4 separate regions of the Mus musculus genome follow, and regions 2, 3 and 4 are each linked to region 1. Evidence: chromatin contacts called from public HiChIP or PLAC-seq, capture Hi-C and promoter capture Hi-C data. All regions are on one chromosome and are shown on one strand. Each heading gives the region's core, a stretch centred on a gene start, on an enhancer-like site or on the middle of the called end of the contact. The rest is flanking DNA. Distances are from core to core; before and after follow the strand shown. Region 1 holds the start of Rnf157 (ring finger protein 157). Region 2 holds the start of Mxra7 (matrix-remodelling associated 7). Region 3 holds the start of Unk (unkempt family zinc finger). Region 4 holds the start of Trim47 (tripartite motif-containing 47).

What was found. Promoter capture Hi-C pulls out the DNA fragments that hold promoters and counts their contacts. HiChIP or PLAC-seq counts read pairs in DNA pulled down with a chosen protein or histone mark. Capture Hi-C pulls out chosen DNA fragments and counts their contacts.
Region 2: a promoter capture Hi-C map of liver shows a contact between it and region 1, with 2.8 times the contacts expected there. The contact joins the promoter of Mxra7 here to the promoter of Rnf157 in region 1. A contact is called at or near these places in 1 of 39 promoter capture datasets (liver), 1 of 115 datasets of contacts at active chromatin or transcription factors (embryonic stem cells) and 1 of 9 other capture datasets (adipose tissue).
Region 3: an H3K27ac HiChIP or PLAC-seq map of extraembryonic endoderm stem cells shows a contact between it and region 1, with 2.4 times the contacts expected there. The contact joins the promoter of Unk here to the promoter of Rnf157 in region 1. A contact is called at or near these places in 4 of 39 promoter capture datasets (the C10 cell line, cranial neural crest and pre-B cells), 1 of 15 datasets of contacts at CTCF or cohesin (the NIH/3T3 cell line), 3 of 484 Hi-C or Micro-C datasets (B cells, cortical neurons and epidermal suprabasal cells), 2 of 115 datasets of contacts at active chromatin or transcription factors (double positive thymocytes and extraembryonic endoderm stem cells) and 1 of 9 other capture datasets (macrophages).
Region 4: a contact with region 1 is called in a capture Hi-C map of embryonic stem cells, with 2.4 times the contacts expected there. The contact joins the promoter of Trim47 here to the promoter of Rnf157 in region 1. A contact is called at or near these places in 2 of 39 promoter capture datasets (the HPC-7 cell line and embryonic stem cells), 1 of 484 Hi-C or Micro-C datasets (embryonic stem cells), 4 of 115 datasets of contacts at active chromatin or transcription factors (the HPC-7 cell line, bone marrow-derived macrophages, embryonic stem cells and 1 more) and 2 of 9 other capture datasets (adipose tissue and embryonic stem cells).

The regions. Positions count from the first base shown.
Region 1 is chr11:116,411,713-116,414,357 of GRCm38.p6, forward strand. Rnf157 (ring finger protein 157) reads right to left here and starts at 1,320. Exons shown (of 19, transcript NM_027258.1): 1 at 985-1,320. The coding sequence starts at 1,072.
Region 2 is chr11:116,826,724-116,829,368 of GRCm38.p6, forward strand. It overlaps Mxra7 (matrix-remodelling associated 7), which reads right to left and starts at 1,323. Exons shown (of 4, transcript NM_026280.3): 1 at 1,006-1,323. The coding sequence starts at 1,275.
Region 3 is chr11:116,029,016-116,031,660 of GRCm38.p6, forward strand. It overlaps Unk (unkempt family zinc finger), which reads left to right and starts at 1,301. Exons shown (of 16, transcript NM_172569.4): 1 at 1,301-1,476. The coding sequence starts at 1,373.
Region 4 is chr11:116,108,921-116,111,565 of GRCm38.p6, forward strand. Trim47 (tripartite motif-containing 47) reads right to left here and starts at 1,315. Exons shown (of 6, transcript NM_172570.5): 1 at 614-1,315. The coding sequence starts at 1,300.

The DNA of each region.
Region 1 (2,645 bases), core at 70-2,569:
CTCACTCCGCAGGGAGGCAGGTTCATTGTCTGGTCCCAGCTTCCACCTGGCAGAAACTGGATGTACTGCTGAGAAATCAGCTCGACTCATTAGCATGTCTTTATTCTACCAAGAGAGAATGGGACCCTGTCCAATTCTGACACCTCACTCACTACTCCCGCATCAAAATCCACACCAGGTCCTCAAGCCAGAGGGAAGGTGGTAGACACGAGTCCCGGGGGTCTTGAGATCAGCAAGCAAAAAAAAATTTTTTTTAGATAAAGGTGATGATAAAGGACATGTAGCTGGGTCACTCGCCAGCAGCTTGAACAGCAGTCCTCACTCAAGTGGACTACTTTCTCATCTGCTGTCAAAACTCTCCTGCAATGCTGATGCTGATGGAGGCATTGACTGTTTCAAGTGACAGTGTACGACAGAAAACACTTTTGCTCTGTCTCCAGCCATCTCCTTGACAGAAACTAGGAAAGGGGCAATCCAAGTGACTCTTGTCAGATTCCTACACATCTCTGTTAACTTAGTTTCTCCCCCAATCCCCGCCCTGATAGTCTCCAGAAAAGCGAAGAACTGCTTAAGCAAGTTCGTCCTCCCGCACTACTCCTCACGCTCGCAGAAACGCACTTCTAGCTGTCCCAAGGGACATGGATGCGACAGCCCGGGGACAACACCTGGCACAGGTGCCTGTCAGGGATGCCTCTCCAACCCGCAGCCGCTGCAACGCCGCATCCCCGGCGGCGCGCGTCCCTGTCGCAGAGCAGATTACCACGGAGGACGCGAGCGGTGACCTCGGTGACCCTGCAGGCACCTGCAGTCCTCCGCGTGGCGTCGCCGAGGCCCGGGATGGGGAGCGCCCCCCGCCCTGCATCCCGAAGACCTCCCCCGCTCCGCGGCCGACTCGGGGCCGCCCGGGCCACCGCGTTGCCCGCCCGCAGCATCCGACGCGCGGCCTCCCCTCCGCCCGGCCCGTGGCGCGCGCCCGGCCCTCACCGGACTTGGGCGGGTAGCGGTACACGGAATTGGACGGGATGTCCACCTCCTCCACGCCCGCGTGCTGCCGGCTCGTCAGGGCCCCCATGGCCGCTGCGATCGCGGCGTCGCCCGGGCTCCGGCGTCCGAGCCTCAGCGCGCCGGCCGGCCGCACGCCCGGTGCGGGGGTCGGCTGCCCGCCGCGGCCCGCTCGGCTGAGGCGCTGCTGCGGCTGAGGCTGCGGGGAGCGGCCCGCACGGCGCGCACCATCCTCCGCCGGGCACCGCGGCGGCGCCTCTGCCTGAGGGGGCTGCGGGGCTGAGCCCGGGGGCGCCGCCGCCGCCTCAGACCGCGTGATGTCAGCGGCGGCTAGCGCGCGGGGGGACCGCGGCGGCCTCAGCCAATGGGACGGCGGGGCGGGAGCGCCCGCGGGCCGGCCAGCCAATAGGAAACGAGCTGCGGTGGGCGCCCGCGGCGCGTGCTTCGCGCGGAGGTTGCGGCGCGGATGCGGCCTGGGGCTCGGCGGCAGCGACGGGCAAGGGTCTGAGTCTCCCGGAGCTGCTCGGCCACGGCGGGTGGAAGAAGCATGGTCCCCGCCGCACCCGAGCGGTGTCCCGGTGGGATTATTGCTCCGGGTGCGCCTCCCCCGTGGCACCGGGGAGGCCTGCCTCGAGCTCGCGCGTCTTTGTCCCTGAATCCCACAGCGAGCCGCCCCGCCCTGGCAGCCAGAGCCCCGCCTCCTCCGCGTCTGTCGAGGTCATAGCCCAGGGGCGAGCATCCACATCCCTCATGCCCCTACCGCCTGAACCCCAAGTGCTCTGCCAACCTCACATCCCAAATGTCACCAAGACTGCATAGGGGATGTTGGGATGGTCAGCTAAGATGTGGCCATCCCTCCGTAAATGCTGTTTGTAACCTCCTTCCTGGGACAGCTCGGGTAGCCTTTAGGGTTTGGATTGGTAGGCATTAACTCAAGATAGTCACTCTGAGCCTGTCCCTTGTGAACTGTTCTCTGGAGACACTGGAAAGAGCCTTGTGTGGCCTATCAGTGAACAGTCCTCGAATCAAAAAGGGAATTTGATAGGGCAGATCTAGGACTTCCCTACACACACACACACACACACACACACACACACACACACACACAGTGGGCAGGCAGAAGACGTCATTGCTCAGTTAATTACAGACATTTATGTATTTGTGGGTATGATGAGGTTTTGGGGATTTTTTTGTTTTGTTTTTGTTTCTCTGGGGGGAGACTGATCAAGGTTCCGAACTGTTTCAGCATGACGTCAACTTTCAACAACATACACAGTAGTTTGGGGTGACTGATTCCCTTCTTTAGGTTTGTAAAACTGTTTTGTAGATCTGTCTGTCTCCTGATCTCTTCTCTTCTCTTCTCTTCTCTTCTCTTCTCTTCTCTTCTCTTCTCTCACCCCCCCGCCCCCCCCCGTGTGTGTGTGTGTGTGTGTGTGTGTGTGTGTGTGTGTGGTTTGCAGGGGTTGGTGTGGTTTAAGTTTTGTTGTTGATGTTAACATTTTATTTGTGTGTTGGCAGGGGGGGGTTCCTCTCCTGTATCGCCAGGTGATTTTAGAGGTCAAAGGACAACTTGCAGAAGTGTTTTCTCTTCAACTGTGTGGATTCTAGGGATATATCTCAGTTCCTCGGCTCCCCCTCCACCT
Region 2 (2,645 bases), core at 73-2,572, 420 kb after region 1:
CCTGCTAGTAGGGAGTCTGGCAGACTCAGCAGAGAAAGGCCTGAGCCCAGTCTCATTGCCGCCTCTCCTGTCCCAAGAGCTTCACTCCAGGGTAAACCATTGTATCCAGCAAGGGAAGGAGGCGGCTGCAGAGAGCCAACAGCTTGCCCACGGCGGCTAGCCCACGGCTTGCCCACAGCTTCCACTATGCTAGCCCACGGCTTCCTAACCATCCTGCCACCCAAGAACAAAGTATTGAAATCTGACCAGAGACCAGAGCATGTGGCCTGGCCTGGCACTGTGACATCCCAGTATCCCGGGCAAGCACGGATCCAATCTGCAAAGATGCATCTCAGAGACTGAACGCGTGAGGGGTACCCTGAAGACTGGTCAGCTGATAGCTCCTAGGAGGTGGGCAAGGTAGTTTGGGGGTATCAACTGCGATGGTCAGGGCCTCCTCTTGCACCTTTTGTTTCATATAAGCTGGGCTCATCCCAACGCAGGGGGTGGGGGGGTGAGGAGGTGTCAACGCCTACAAGCAGTTTGAAAGCTACAATACCATGGTCCCAGTAAGTGCCTTCCTCAGTCCCGTCCTTCCAGCCTCACAAAACGCCCACACTGACTCTGGAATCTGGATTCGAGTTGACCTAAAAGACAGGCAACTTCTCTTCTTGCACATCCCACCCCAAAGTACTGTGTTGTCAAGAGAGAGCTCACTTTAATTCAGACCTTGAAGTAGGACACGTGTTTGTGGATTTAGGCAAGGGTGGGCAGAAGCCAGGCAAGAGGAGGGTGCTGCAGGGCAGAGTGTCAAGGGCCTTGAAAGGCCCGGGACGGCCAGGACGGGGAGGAAGGGAGGACAGCTCCAAAGCAAGGCACTTGGAGGCACTTTGGGGGAGGATGGAGCGTCCCAGCCCCAGGAACCCTCCTTTCCTGCCGGCCACTAGCTCGGCCCTTCCTGGGCAGGTCCAGCCAGCAGGCTCGTAGGCGCCCTCCCGGGGACCCCACGGCGATCTCGGAGCGTACCTGCCTCCCCTCGGCCGCTGGCTCCTCCGCCTCGGACTCCTCCGGCTCCGCCACGCGCTCGGACTGGCTCGGTCCCTCCGGTGCAGGCTCCGGGGCGCAAGACTCTGGAGGTTCAGGCGGCGCAGGAGCCCCGGGGGCCTCGTCCGAGGCGGTGCTCTCCGGGGCCGGGACCCGGGCCGCCCCACGCCGCAGCAGCAGCCAGGCGAGCAGCAGCGCCAGCGCCGTGACCAGCGCGGGTAGCGCGGCCAGCAGCTCGACCGGCGACTCCATCGCGCCGTGGCCGCCGAGTGGCCGCCAGCCCGGACCCCGAGGGAACCCGCCGCGCCCCGCCGCCAGGCCACGCCCAGGGGCGGAGTTTCGTCAAGCCCACGCCCCTCGCGCCCTGGAGTGATTCGGAGTTCGGACCTTGGGAGGCGCTGAAAAGCTCGCTCTGGGGCACCATCTCAGCTCAGGCTTCAGTGCATTTCTGCCCTACAGAAGTTCATTTAGAGATGGTAGTGCAAACAGAAGAGAGCATCAGATTTCGTTACGGATGGTTGTGAGCCACCATGTGGTTGCTGGGATTGGAACTCAGGACCTATGGAAGCGCTCTTAACCGCTGAGCCATCTCACCAGCCCTTCCAAAGAACTCTTAAGTTTCTACTAGGGACATGGTGGCTCTTGCCTTTGATAACAAATCCCAGAACTCCAGAGGCAGAGACGGATGGGTCTATGTGCGTTCAAATACAGCCTGCTTTACACAAGCAAGCCCCAGGCTGTCTAGACTGCCTATGAGACATGGCGGAAAGAGATGAGAGGTTGGCAGCATGGCCCGCAGTTGCAGCATTCACAAGTTTCCGTTAACCACCACTGAGAAGAGACACATCCCCTCCAGCCCAGAGGCTGTGGGGATAGGATTGGGCTCTTCCTGCTGCTGGCTGGAGCTCACAGCTGTGAAGATGGTGTTAAGAAGGCTGGTTTTGTTTTTCTGTATCTTTCCCACTGCTCTCTCTATTGGTTAAAGTGTAAAACACACTGTAGCAACTGTCTACCTCCCTAGCACACCCCATCCGCCTTTTAGTTACTTTGAATAAATACAGGGCAAAGTTTGTCAGAAACAAAGAACAACAGAAAGCAACTGGGCTTAACAGGTGCCTGTAACCCCAGCATTCAGGAGGTGGAGGTAGAATTCATTCAAAGCCTGTCAGGGTTACATAGTGAGTCCCGTTTCAGCCTGAGCTACATGAGACCCTGTCTCAAAAGAACAGAAAGGGGTTGGGCTTCCCAGCTATTTAGAAAGCCCAGTAGACCAACCTGAGCAGTCTCAGCTCACACAACAAAACGGGGCTCCAGCTTTGGCTAGATGCTAGACCAGAGTTGTTTTGTTCTTGACATGTGGCAGAGGGGAAGGAATCCTAAGCCTACCAACATACTTACACATACAATGGTAAGTGCTCTACCACGGTAGGAGCCACATCCTACCAGGGAGAGTGACTATCTTACTGGGAAGAAACAGCACCATCTCACTTGTGAGCTCCAGCCATGACAGGAGGATCCCCTGTCAGCAGCGGGAAGGGCCCAATCCTATAACCACAGCCTCTGGGCTTAAGGGGGGATGTGTCTCCTCTTAGTGGTAGTTGATGAGAAAAACTCAACTATAC
Region 3 (2,645 bases), core at 51-2,550, 380 kb before region 1:
AAAACAAGGTCAAATGGGAAGTATTACATATCTATGATGGACATTTTTATTATTTTATTATTATTCGTGGAGTGGGTTCTCTCCTACCACCTGTACATCAGTCCCAGAGATCCCACTTGGGTTTGCAGCCTAGGGAAGCAAGCACCTTTACCCCTACTCATCTCCAACCTGTTGTTGTTTGGTTGTTCTTGTTCGGGTTTTTAGACAGACTGACAGCTCTGGCTGACCTAGAACTACCAACGGATGCCACCAGGCTTTGAATTCAGAGATCCACCTTCCGTTGCTTCCTGAGTGCTGGGACCGAGATACATGCCACCGTGTTGGTTTTTGAGATAGGGTTTTAGTACATAGCCTAGCTTGGCCTGGAACTTGTGACTTTCCTCCCTCAGGATGTACCCCTATATCCAGCCTGTAGAAAGTCATTTCATAAAACCATATTCCTAAATGTGAGGCAATTGCCTTGCATTTCCCCGGAACAGAAAGGTTTTTTTCCAGAAAAGGGAACTAGAATGGACTAGAACATTTTTTTTTCCTCAGCCCCTGGCCCTTCTCATGTAGTCTATCACTATACTTCTCAACAATTTACCAAAGTGCCTAAGAGACTACTCTAGATAGAGATTAGGTTCTCCCTTGGACCTTAACCTACTGGAAACAAGGTATTTGGGCCAACCACTGAGTTCAGAAGGAGCCCAAGTGGAGGGGTTCCAGGTTTCAGGGTTGATAAATGTTAATGATGCCCAGGAACAATATGGTGTATTGTAATTTTTAAAAACAAAACAAAGCAACAACAATAAAAAGCTTCTTCAAACTGTCTGCTAGCCTGCATACTTTCTCTGGTGATTTACAGGTTACTATATTATGAAAATATTGGCTGACTAGCTTGCTGGCTCCGAGGCAATGCTCTAGACTGACTTTAGAAACGGTGCGCCAACTGTACTGGTAGGGAGGCAAGGCAATTACTGCACTGCATTTGGAACATTCTCCGTGGAGTTGTTTCAGGCCTCCCTAACTGGTTCCTTGCTCTCCGGAGGATCCAGTTTAAAGGTAGAGTTCACCTCCGACCACACTGACAATGCTCAGGTAATAGTTAAGAGTGACTAGACTACAATTACCACAAGGCATTGCGGATCCTCAGCATCCGGGACACCGTCCGCAAAGATCTCTGGGTATTGTGGTCTTGCACTTTAGCAGCGACACTGTGCCAACGGTAAAATTTCACCGGAAAGGAGGACCACAACTCCCAGCAACCTTTGCTGCTGTGCGGGGGGTCTTCACGTTCTCGTGGCGCGGCGCAGGCGCTGTGGGTCTTCGGCGCGGACCGCGCAGACTGAATAATAAAAGGGGAGCGGCGAAGAGGCAGGAAGACAGGACCATGTCGAAGGGCCCCGGGCCCGGCGGCTCGGCAGCTTCCTCGGCGCCCCCGGCCGCTACCGCTCAGGTGCTGCAGGCACAGCCCGAGAAACCGCAGCACTACACGTACGTAGAGCCCCCCCCGCCGCGCGCGCACGCCTGACGTCAGCGGCCAGCGTGAGTCACGCGCGCAGGGAGAGCGCGAGGCTGTCCCCCCCCCCCTTCCTCCGGCTCGGCCCAGACCGGTTCCAACCTGCTGGGACCGGTCCCAGCTTACTTCAACTGTCACCAACCTCTGGTCGGGCAGTGGGGCGGGAAACTCGGTCCCAGCCTCCGAGTCGGAAAGGCAGGAGCGCGGGTCCCGAATCCACACTTCTCAGGCCAGGCCTCAGAGGCCTGACGGTCTCAGACATAAAACCCGACAAGTCCACGACATGACAAGTGGAAGTCTGTACCAACCAGCACGAGACCTGTCTAGAAATGACTGTTTGCTTGAAGTCTCGGGAGGAGACTCTGTGCACCGGAGGCCTTTTGTATCTTTAAGGCCTGTTAGATTGTCCACGAGGATCACCCATGCTTGAATTCCCTTAAACAGTCAAACGTGCAGAAATGGGCTCACTCCGTGCAGGCTGTACTGTCTAGCTTGAGTCAGCGACATCCGGGGTGTTAATGGTTGCAGACCCCTTCAGCATCGGGCAGGCAAGGGAGCCTCATCGTAACTGGCCTAAATGAGATTGCCACAATGTAAAAACTGCATGTGTACAAGCTTAGGTCCCTGCCTTCCTTGCTGTCATGTCACAGTAGGCCTAGGTTCTGTGAGACAAAGGCCAATGCTGTAGTTCCTCTTGTAAAGCCCTGTTGGTTTCCGTTCCCTGCTGTGTGCCAGGAGTGTCCCTACTGGGTGCCTGAGTGATGGGCCAGTTTAGGAGATCCCAACCTGTGGAAATGTCAGAACCCGAGAGATTGAACAACACTCCAGCGTCCAGCCAGGAGCTGGCAGCATCCGAACTAAAGTCAGGCAGAAGCAGCTCTGGTTCAACACTTTTGGGAGTTGGGACAGGGGAACATTGGTTATAGAAAATGTATTGGTTTCTTCAAATGACTAGTGTTGGCTGACGTCATCCAAACTTGACTGTAACTCAGGTTAGCCTTTCAAGTATGGTGGTCATCAGTTGGTCCTTTCTTACTGGAGTTCTCTCTCACTCTGCAACCTTGCCATTGCTTTTGATAAGAAGGTCTAACATCAGAATAACATCACTTATCTGGTCACACACAAAAATTTGTAAACTTAGTGG
Region 4 (2,645 bases), core at 65-2,564, 300 kb before region 1:
AGCATTCGGACAGAGGAGATCTGTGTGACCAGCCCAAACTCCGTCGCTCTCCTGGTGCCCGCCACACCCATACAAAGTGGCTGACTCAATTCAGGACGAATCTGAATTGAAGAGGGCATCAGCTACGGGGCCCCGCCCGCACCCAGCGACTCCTGACCCCCACGGCTTCTGAGGGCCTAATGCGGATCCCTCTCTCGCTTTACACTTACACTAATCTAGCTAAAGCGCTCTCTCTCTCTCTCTCTCTCTCTCTCTCTCTCTCTCTCTCTCTCTCTCTCGGCTTTTTGCCACTCTTTCATCTTACTAGTCCCTCCCGACTCTCTTTCCATCCACACCAGCCCCAGCAAATGACAGTGTAGACCGGAAGAGGTTGCAAAGATTCTCAGGCTAGAGGAGGAAACTAAGGCAGAGCCTATTGAGTCAGAGAGATGAAGCCCATGTAAAGGCAGGAGGAGAGAACCAACCCCACAAAGTTGCTTCCTTCATCTCCATGTGCACAGCCATAATGATAAAACAAATATATAACAGACACACCCGGATAAGAGTGAGGGACTAAATAGCTCTAGTGTCCCTCCTGTCACCCATCTCCACGTGTCGACTCAAGGTGCCCCACCTCCTGAAGCGCGCGCTCCTGCTCCAGCGGCACGAGCTCGTGGCCGCGATGGTCCTGAGTGGCACAGGCCTCGCAAAGGCACACACGCTCCACGCGACAGTAGCGCTCCAGAGGCCGCAGGTGGCGCGGACACAGGCTCTCCTCAAGTCGGCGCAGCGGGGGCACCAGGCGGTGGCCGCGCAGGGCGGGGCTGCGTTCGTGGGGGGCCAGATGCGCGGAGCAGAAGGAGGCGAGGCAGGAGAGGCAAGAGAGCGCGGCGGGCAGGGCGGCGCCCTCGGGGCACGCGTCGCAGCGCACCGGCTCCTCACCCGCGGGCCACTGCTCCGGCGCGCAGGGAGCCGATGGTTCCGGAGCCGGAGGTGGTGCGCTGGGCGCGGAGGGCTCGGGCGTGGCGCCCCGGGTCGATCCTGAAGCCGGGGCGGACATGGGTCCCGGGACCGAGCCCTGGCGGAGCTGCAGCAACTCGGACAGCGTGTGGTTCTTGCGGAGCTGCAGGCCGTCGGGGAAAGGCTCCTGACAAAGTGGACAGCGAGCTGGACCTCCGGAACCACCGGTGCCGCCCGCGCTCCGGTGCGGCCAGAGAGCGCCCAGGCAAGCGAGGCAGAAGTTGTGGCCGCAGGGTAGTGTCACCGGCTCCCGGAGCGGTTCCAGGCAGATGGGGCAGCTGAAAGGCCCGCTGCCGTCCATGGCTCCGCCGCTACCCGGGCACCGCCTGTGCTGCTCCCGCCTGGGAGGGACCTGGGACGGTTCGCGCCCGGCACCGCCCCTTGGGACCCTGGCCAAGGGTCCGGCCCCCTCCTACCCCTCCGCAGCTCTGCTCGCCCCAGCGCGGCTCGCCACCGCCGCACCCACCGGTCAGCAGACGCCGCGAGGCCGGCCAGCCCTCCAGGGGAGCACGACCCTCTTGAGACTTCTACCCAGCGTGGGCGGAGGCGGTGGGACTGCCAGAGGATTGTGAAAAGGAGAGGACCCGGAGCGAGAATGTGAGGGGATTCATGGGGAGGAGGCTGAGAGGACATTCGATCCTCCATCCTCTATCCTGGTCAGCCAGGTGCCATGGTGGGCGTGCACAGCCATGTAGCCAGCGCCTTTCCCTCCAGACCCCTCCCAGGTACAGTTAGCCAAGTTCCCTGAGTTGCTGACATACAGAAAAACTTACTGCTGGTATGTGTCTGTTTTGACCTCTTAGCGACTGTGTTTACCCGCGCTGGGGAACTTAGCCTTGTCTAGATCTGAAATGGGAAGCTGACATCACTTGACAAATCCCTTGTCTGAGGAATTTACTTCCGTTCATGGATACTCGCGGGTGCCTGTAGTTCCCCAAAAGGAGACACTGGTTAAGGCCTGCCCAACTATGCATTTAGAACAGTGCGTCTAGTTGCAAGGACTTGTGCTTGAGATTTAGTCTCTGTATGTAGCCCAGAGTGACCTAGAACTCTTCATCCTCCTGCCTCAGCCTCCTGAGTGCTGGGATCACAGGCTTATGGCTTCTTCGTGTTGTTTCTGGGATAGGTCTTTCTTACATAGCCTTGGTTAGCCCAGAGCTTATGTTGGCCTTGATTCCCATGCCTCCACTTCTCCAGTATTGAGATTCCAGGTGCAGGCCACCATGTCGGGTAAACTGACATTGTAATAATGCAATAATGTTAAGCTTTAAACTATGTAGAATCAAATTGTCAAAATTATTTTAGTAGTTATTTTATATGCGCACACTGTTGCTGTCTTCAGACACACCAGAAGAGGGCGCTGGATCCCATTACAGATGGTTGTGAGCTACCATGTGGTCAGTGCTCCTAACCGTTGAGCCATCTCTCCAGGCCCTTATTATTGTTATTATTATTATTATTATAGAGTGGAGCCCACAGTTGGTAAAGTGTAAGGGCCTGAGTTAGATTCTAGCCCCTGGTTAAAGGCTGAGCATGGTGTCCAAAACCAAACGAATAAACAAAGTGGGTGGAATAGTGTTGTTACAACCCTCGATAAAAAAATAAGCATCCATGTGCCCATGTGATAGTTACCTGTAACTATCAGC